Linked DNA regions of Mus musculus: region 1 is linked to region 2. A link is a contact called in public Hi-C data. All regions are on one chromosome and are shown on one strand. Each heading gives the region's core, a stretch centred on a gene start, on an enhancer-like site or on the middle of the called end of the contact. The rest is flanking DNA. Distances are from core to core; before and after follow the strand shown.

Evidence for each region. A called contact is a pair of places that touch in the nucleus more often than the background predicts.
Region 1: a contact with region 2 is called in a Hi-C map of the 63-12 cell line, with 2.9 times the contacts expected there. The contact joins two enhancer-like sites. A contact is called at or near these places in 7 of 484 Hi-C or Micro-C datasets (the 63-12 cell line, cerebellar granule neurons, embryonic fibroblasts and 4 more) and 1 of 9 other capture datasets (pancreatic islet).

Annotation. Positions count from the first base shown.
Region 1 is chr14:23,724,712-23,728,980 of GRCm38.p6, reverse strand. The region is part of intron 2 of Kcnma1 (potassium large conductance calcium-activated channel, subfamily M, alpha member 1); the gene reads left to right. Among named protein-coding and RNA genes, the nearest start is that of Gm51422, 77 kb to the right of the region's middle. Within about 2 kb of position 2,325, at least 3 of the 459 cell types and tissues checked have an H3K27ac peak or open chromatin away from gene starts, as enhancers often do. A contact at or near this core is called in the 63-12 cell line, where this site is marked.
Region 2 is chr14:23,579,029-23,583,224 of GRCm38.p6, reverse strand. The region is part of intron 5 of Kcnma1 (potassium large conductance calcium-activated channel, subfamily M, alpha member 1); the gene reads left to right. Among named protein-coding and RNA genes, the nearest start is that of Gm51422, 69 kb to the left of the region's middle. Within about 2 kb of position 2,239, at least 3 of the 459 cell types and tissues checked have an H3K27ac peak or open chromatin away from gene starts, as enhancers often do. A contact at or near this core is called in the 63-12 cell line, where this site is marked.

The sequences.
Region 1 (4,269 bases), core at 1,076-3,575, 150 kb before region 2:
TCATTATTATTATCACTGTTATCACCATCATTAATGCTATCTCCCCCAACCTAATCATCCCAAACACTATCTCCTTCTCTATCAGCAACAACAGCATCACTACCACCATCTCTATGCCAACATCATCATCAAACACTCCTATTGCAAGCACTTACTAAGCACTTGCCAGGCTCTATGTTGTATGCTTTATTTCTACCATGTCTTAAAATGTATTGCCAACTTATTATTTGTTTTATTTTTATATACCAGTCTCAAGGACCTCTAGTATGAAGTTCTAATTTGGGATGCAGATAATTGGGCACAATAGAAGCTTAGAAAAGGCAGAATAGTATAAATGTTTTGTGGGCACTGCAAATGTGGTAGTAAAATAGCATTAGTCAGCCAGCAACAATTAGGGCCATGGAAATAGAAAGGATGGTGAGGATAGCCATACATAAAGAGCTTTCTGAAGGAAGGCTGACTTTCAGATTTGCGAACTGTGTGAATGAGTGAATGGTTGATCTTGACATCACTGCTAAGCAGTCTCTTCCAGGTTCTGAGCATGTGGTTAACAGGCAGCTCTATTCTCAGTACTGGAGGAGACCCCCAAATCAAATAGCCATCCTCCTACATGATAAGGACTGGATTCAGGTCAACCTCAGAGAAGCTTTTGAGATCATAGAATGAGGTCAACTTCAATACACAGTGCCAAAGGTTTGGCTTCATTTAAAAAGCCAGAGGAAGCCATAATAGGATTGTGAGTTAGAGACTTACCTGGCTGGATCACTTATTTAGGTGAAACTGCTGGTGCTGTTGAAAATGGGATGGAGATAAGAAAACCCATAGAAAAACTGCAGAGATGGCATGAGAGTATGTGCTGCTCTTGCCAAGGACCCAGATTTGGTTCCTGATATCCTCATGATGTCTCACAACCGTGTGTAATTCCAGTTCTTGGGGATCTGATGCCCTCTTCTGGCCAAACACTTCGTCATATAAAATAAAAATGAATCATAAAAAAGACATTTGGAGGGGCTGGAAAGATGGTCCAGCAGTTAAGAGCACTGGCTGTTCTTCCAGAGGTCCCAAGTTTAATTCCCAGCAATCACAACCATATATAATAGTATCCAATGTCCTCTTCTGGCACACAGATGTGCATACAGAGAGAGTACTCATATACATAAAATAAATAAATAAATATTTTTAAAAAAGACATCGGAGGCAGGGCAGGCATGCAGAACAAATCACAGCCAAGGCAGCATCAGGATCAATGCAGAGATGAGGCAGAAGGGAGTGAAGGGCTCCAGTAGGTGTTCATGGCTAGTTCATTTGGAGGCAGTTGATAGCTGGCCTGGTATACCATCATTCTTTCCATTCCTGCTTATTCTTTTCATGGGATCAGGGACTGGAGACTTATTAATGCTATTCTTTGGCTTGGTTATGTGCCCAAGATCAAAGCTCCCAAAAACCAGATCTCATGACTGCCAAAGGCTATTTCTGCATTTGGAGCAGTTCTGTTTGCGTTAACTTCCCAGCCATCACTATTCTCCTCAATTCCCTGTGCTGAGGTTAGGCACTGCTGAATGGCAGGGTACCCTTCCTGTGGAGGGGAAGAAGGGGAGAGATTCAGCAGACTCCAAGAAAAATATTAACTTGACATTTAGCGAAAGGGTAAACTGGTTTATTGCACTGCAACAGAGATGTTTGCATTCTGAGTTGCCTCCTGTTTTCATCCTCTTGGTGGTCTGGCTAGGATGTGGTCTTGACTATGTAAATCAATGTGGTAATGACATAAGGCAGCTATTTAGTTCGAAGTCGATTCCCAACCCCACCCCGGCCTCCTACCACCCACACCCAGCGACCCCAAGGTTTTAATGATTGCTGAGAGTCACTTTCTGACATTTTCTTCCCTGATATTTCTAAAGTTGTAACCCAACACAACCAATGTGTACAACTGGACATGCATGTTGTAATAGGACACCTTGGGTTCCTTTGCTGCCTCCACCCTGTCCTGGATTTCCAGCTACCAACAGTAACCACCTGTGGGCAGGAAGGAGCACTGAAGGAACAGTGCATCAGGAGTAAGGGGAAATAGAACAAAGTGTCTCCCAGAGCTGTGTAAGGCTTTATCTTTAAAGGGCCTCTGTTCCTTTATTATCTCACAGTGATACTGAAATGAACCAGGCAGGTCCTTCTCTATGGAAGAAAGCAAAGCCTTAGGCTCTTGGATACCAATAATGTGCCAGGCTTGATACAACTCTATAAACCTTCTTCCAGAGAGTTAGTTCACTTTGTCACTAACAGAAAAGTTCAAATCCCAGCAATCATAGTTCCCAAGTAAGACTGCTTTCTTCTTTGTTGAGCCACGGTAGTCTCAGGATAGAGAATAACTCCTATGTTGGTGGGAACCTTGTGGTCTATTGAGACGATGGAATGGATCAGTCTCTAATGAGTCTTCAAGAAGTCTATAGTAATGCCAAAGCTACACTCTTCCTGTTTACCTCCTGGGTGGGGTGGGTATGTATGTGGGAGCAGGCATATGCATCCATACATGTGTGTACAGAAGCCAGATGCCAATGTCAAATACCTTCCCCTATAACTCTTCATTTTGAGCCCCTCTCTCACTAAATCATTACCAATTTGGCTAGACTGGCTGCTCAGAGCATCATGAACCTATTTTCTCTGCCCGTATCTCTAGCATCGTGCTTTTAGATGTTCACTCACTCCTGTCTCTGGCTTTTATGTGGGTGCCAGCGGCACTCAGGCCCTTGTACTGGGGCAGCAGGCTCTTTAAACACAGCATAATCTTCCTATCCCCGACATGAGGTTTTTTTTTTTCATTCTTTCTTTCTTTTTTCTTTTTTTTTTAAAAAAGGGACATGTATGTATTGGAATAGAGTTGACCTTACTTGATCTGCATTCACACTTTAATATCATTGTTGATCCTCAGGGAAAAACCTTTTCAACCTTTTCACATTATGGAATTCTTGTGCTAGTGAGGACCTTAGATATTGCTATAGTACAAAGGCTACAAAATGGCTGAACATCGGAATGCCCTGGGGGGGGGGTTGCCAGCCTGGACTGACTAAATGTAAATGTGTAGAGTTGATAGTTTATTTTTAACTGTCACTCTTCCTTCTAGTGTTTGGGAACAGTGATCTGGCTTATCTTCCAGCTCCCAGGCAGGATGTTCACAGTGAGATTTCCCCAGTAGGGATACTCTTGGCCGGCCCTCACACCCTTCCTTCTGTTTCTAAGGAACATGGCTCTTGCCCACTTGAGGTAACCGTATATGATTTCTCTTCTCTTTTTAAAGCACAAAGGGTAGTTCCTGTTGGCAAAGGGAAGAGCAGAAACGTTCAGCTTCTGATACATCTGTGCACACATCTGTGTTCGGCACTCCCTCACCACCTCTAGTAATTATCTGATGAAGATCTTGAAGGACAAACTTCAATGAGGAGAATGCAGAGCATCAAGCAGAATAGCACCATAAGGTCTCTTAACCTCTAAGAATTCATAACAAGTATAGAAATATATTAATAACCACCAGATGACCGTGCTCTTCCGTACAGTACTTATGATTCTGACAGCTGGGTGGCTTATGAGCAAAAATGACGGGCATGGGCTTTACTGCTACCCTGAGTCAATGTCCTGCCTGATTGTCTGTGCCTTCTCTTGTTCTTGTTGTAGTTCTCTTGAGTACATGTCCTCAGTTCTCTCTCTGTTATTTTTGCATCTCTGGTCCAGAGTGTGGGATGTCTGGACAGCAAGATAGGTCTGTGTGGCAACTGTAGGACATCAGAGGCGTAGAGCATTAGATGGCACTAGTGGTACCCACTTCCTTCTCCATGTTTGCCTGGTATCTTAGCCTCAGCTTCGATATCACCTTGAGATGATGGAGGCCAGATGTCAAAATGTCAGAGCCACAAATTAAACCAGCTTTGATCCCCAAGTTATTTCTTTTGAAAAACATAAACTTGGAGAGCCATCGACAAAAGGGGACTTTACATGATTAAGAAATAAGGATTAGGGGCTAGCTAGATGGGTTGGCAGTTAAGGACACTTGTTGCTATTGCAGAGGACCATGGTTTGTTTCCCAGCACACACATGGCAGCTCAAAACTGTCTGTCTATAAGGGCAGTCCCGAGGGATGCAACACCCTCTTCTGTCCTGTCTGGAGAGCACAAAACACACATGTGGTACACAGACATACATGGAGGCCAAAAATTGAAATATATAAAATTAAAGTAAATCTAATATTTTTAAAAGATGAAATAAGAATTAAATTTGAAA
Region 2 (4,196 bases), core at 990-3,489:
TCCCCAGAGCCCTCAAGATCACCTGCACCACCTACCAAGGTGGCCTAAATTCTAGTTTTAGTTTCTTCAGTTTCTAAGCCCAAGCTTTCTAACCCCCTCCCTTTAGCTTGTAGCTTTATTTAAAAATAAAATGGGGGAGTCGGTCCATGAGGCTCACATCTGCAATCCCAGCAGTAGGAGACCTAGTATAATGGCACATGCCTTTATTCCCAGCACTTGGGAGACAGTGGCAGGCAGACCTCTGTGAGTTTGGGGCCATCCTGGTCTATATAGTGAGTTCCAGGGCAGCCAGAGCTACATAGTGAGACTCTGACTCAAAAAATAAAACAAGACAAAAGCAAACAAACAAAAGTTCAAACAAAACCAAAAGACAAAATAAAACAACCAACAGGAATAATAAACAGGGAAAAGGAACAAGTATGGCTTCTCTTCTTGGTATAAGTACGCCAGTCTTTAGGGAAGAAAGAAAAAGAAAGAGGAAGAAAGAGGAATGTACAATCTAAAAGAAAAGTTGCTTCTATGACCAAAATAAGGCTGGATGTGTTCATATTGTGCATATGCGTATGTATGTTTGTTATTGTGCCTATAATTAATAGGAGTAAGTGGTCTACCAAGCAAGTCTGAGATGCATGTCATTTCAGGTCCATTTGAGGAAACCAAGACTTGTAGATGTTAAGTTACTAATTGCTGAGAATCACAAAGTTAAGTGGCAAAGCCAGCCTCTAAACTCAGGCAACCCACCTCCAAAGTCCAGGTTCCTCCTGTAATTCTATGCTGCTGCTCAAATGCTAATCGCACCCAACTGTTATAGTTACACACAAAAGGAGTACCATCCAACCAAACTGACTGTGAGATGCAGCCTTCCCTTGTTCCAGTGACCTGACAAAGCCAGAGGGACCTTCTAACAGAGTGTTCCACATGGTCCCAGTTGAGAAAAAATGAGGAAGAAAAATAGAAAACTCAGTCACTATTTAAAGCCTAAATTAATTCTAGTTCTATGACTAAGCTGGCTTTTCAGAGATCCTTCTCTTTGCAGTTGGCCTTGTAGAGTAAGAAGGTCCATTTTAAATACATTTCCAGATTCTTAATAAAAAAAAATAGTTAATGTCATTACTGTTGGTCTGATTTGCAATGGCATTAGAGATGTGTGCTCTTTTGATCTAAATATTAGTGTTCGCCAAATTCACATGTAGAAGCTTCACCCTAAACCTGCATCGTTAGAAGGAGTAGCATCTAGATGGTGATTAGGTCATGACAATGGGGCACCCAGAATAGTATTACTGCATATGTTGGTACCTTGACCCAAGGACACTTCACCCTCCAGATTTGTGAGCAATACATCTATGTTGTTATAAATTATCCAGTAAAGGTATTTTGATGTAGATGCTTGAAGGGACCAAAACATAGGGCCACACCCTTTGTTTGAATTTTTTGAGAGGGAAAGAGAGAGAGAGAGAGGGAGAGAGAGAGAGAGAGAGAAAGAGAGAGAGAGAGAGAATTCATTGATACTGTGAACATTAGTAATAGCATTGAGACTAAAGTATGATTAAAGTTGCTAAAGTGTGGCGAGATAAATAAGTCCTTTGCTAAGCTCTGTCTCCATGGTTGGACTTTGAATGAAGGCAGTCCCAGCAAAGCAGACTGGTGAAAGTTTAGATGAATTTCAGGAAGCAGATTGCTGTTCTGGTAGCTGCTGTACTTGCTAAATCTGCTCCTGGAGAAATTACACCTCTTGAAGAGATTTCCAGTTGTGTCCCCTTGATATTGCTTTGTCAGGGATGTGCTTTAAATAAGATGTCCTCCGTAGGGAGCAGGGATTCTAAATCCTCATCGACTTGCATGGCTGTTATATGCCAAATTGGAAATAACTTCCTGAAATGAATGTCTTCAAGGAATGAATTCAGCAGGAGGTTTTCACAGATGCCAGAATCTCTTCAGATGGTTCCGCTTGACCGGGGTGTTATTAGAACAATCTCCTTGGGCAAACTAAATCTCTGGGACTGGACATATTTACCTTTGCAGCATCTAAAAACATAGCAATAATAAAACTCTCAATTCTTCCTTGAGATCTAAGCCTGATAGTCTGGCCTGGGTAGTGAAATGGGAACTGAGAACTGAATGCTAGTTAGAAGCTCAGGGACAGAATAGCTCTTATTCAACTGCTCCCGTGTGTTCCCGTGACTTAACCGCGGGAAGGTGTGCATGTTGCCTTGTGAGACACCAATGCTATATTCAAATGTGCTCGTTATGTTACAGTTCCAGCAATGTGAAGGAAAGCTAGTATCTGAGTGCTGAGTGGGTTACAGGGCTCTAAAGACAAATGGTTTTTTTCCCTAGGGAGTTAGAACTGAAGCTATCACCAACATGCCTGCAGACCTGGAGACTTAGGAAGTGAAAACTGTCAATCTAAACCTCCACACCTTGCTTTCCTAAAGAGAGAATGAAGGATGCTTTTACAATCTGTTTCTTATGCAGGCTCCAATGACCTTAGCAGGATTTTAGAATATCCTGGAGAACATAGGCACCTCCTACTGCTGAGGCTAGACTGCATGTATTTCAACTTGCCTATATACCAATCAGAGCCACCAGAATGGTTTCAGATTCCCTGAAGAAGTCCAGTAGGCAGCCAGCATTGAGGAATCTCTCACTTGATGCTTTTTAAATGAGAGGCACATACCAAACCTTAGGAAAAAATTTTATACACACAAACATGCACACGCACGTGCGCATGCACACACACACACACACACATACACACACACACACACACATACACACACACACACACACACACACACACACACACACACCTTCTAAAATCTCTTGTTAGACCCTCTAGAGACAAGTAAGGAGAATTTTTATAGAGCACAGATGAACATGGATGGATATTCTAGAGGACTGCTTCTGAAACTTCAGTGCCTCTCAGAACCACCCAGAGGTCTGGTTCAACCCCAGGTTTAGGCAGTGTGTGTGTAAGGCACACATACAGTGCGTGTGTAAGGCAGTGTGTGTGTAAGGGCAGAGGTAGAGGGTTTTCCTATAGGGTCCCAGCGACGAAGGTCCAGAAACTGTGCTTTGAGGTCTGTGGGTCCATCTTACTAGGATGTCGAACTTGAATTCTAGAAGTGTCTGCTATGCCAACTATCAAGATTCTCTTACTTCCAGAAACCTTGCTGTTTTAGGCTTCCAGATGTCAGGTTTTACAGAAATTCTGTACTTTGGGGACTGAAGCCAAAGCATTCACATATTGAGATATATCTAGTATATTGTATCCCACGTTATAACTTCAAATGGATCAGTTAAGCCCTTTTAGAAAGTCTTCGGTTTCCTTCTGTGCAGTTCCCTTTAAAGCTCCTCCAAGTCCTAGGTTGCAGCAAGAGGGGATCCCTGGCTCTTGTTTCTTTCCACGTTTGGTTGATGCTCTTCCTTCCCAACCTCCTGAGATTGGGTTAGGGCCAGCTCGTGGCATGTTGGAGATAACAGAGAGAAGACTGCTAAGGGAGGTTCCAGACTCACTTCTTTTCCGTTCTCTGGGGTCTGACCTGTCTCCTCTGTCAAGGATAGAGCCCCTTAGACTGCCAGTCTCGGGAATAGGTCTTGTATGGCCTTATTCCTAGGATAACTCATTTTAACTAGCTTTATTCTTTCTACTTTATCTTCCCTGGAGATACCTTAGGCCTGGAGATAGAACTGCATGGTGGGTGATAGACACCTATCTCCCTTTCCCTAAGATGTATTTGTTATTGATGAAGTTTAATACTGAGATAAGTGACTCTTTGATTACATATCAGAATCACAGAGTTCAACTTCTCTTTCTCTCTCTCTCCCTCTCTCTCTCTCTCCCTCTCTCTTTCTCCCCCCTCTCTCTCCCTCTCTCTTTCTCCCTCTCTCTCTGTCTCTCCCTCTCTCTCTCTCCCTGTCTCTCTCTTTCTCTCTCTTCCTGTCTCCCTCTCTCTCTTCCTGTCTCCCTCTCTCTCTTCCTGTTTCCCTCTCTCTCCCTCTCCTCTCTCTCCCCTCTCTCTCCCTCCCCCTCTCTCTCCCTGTCTCTCTCTCCCTGTCTCTCTCTCCCCCTCTCTCTCCCTGTCTCTCTCTCTCTCTCTCTCTCTCTCTCTGATCAAGTAGCAATGTATCAGCCTGTCTTATATAAGGTAAAATTAACTTGATATTTCCTAGTATACAAAAAAAAATATTCCCCT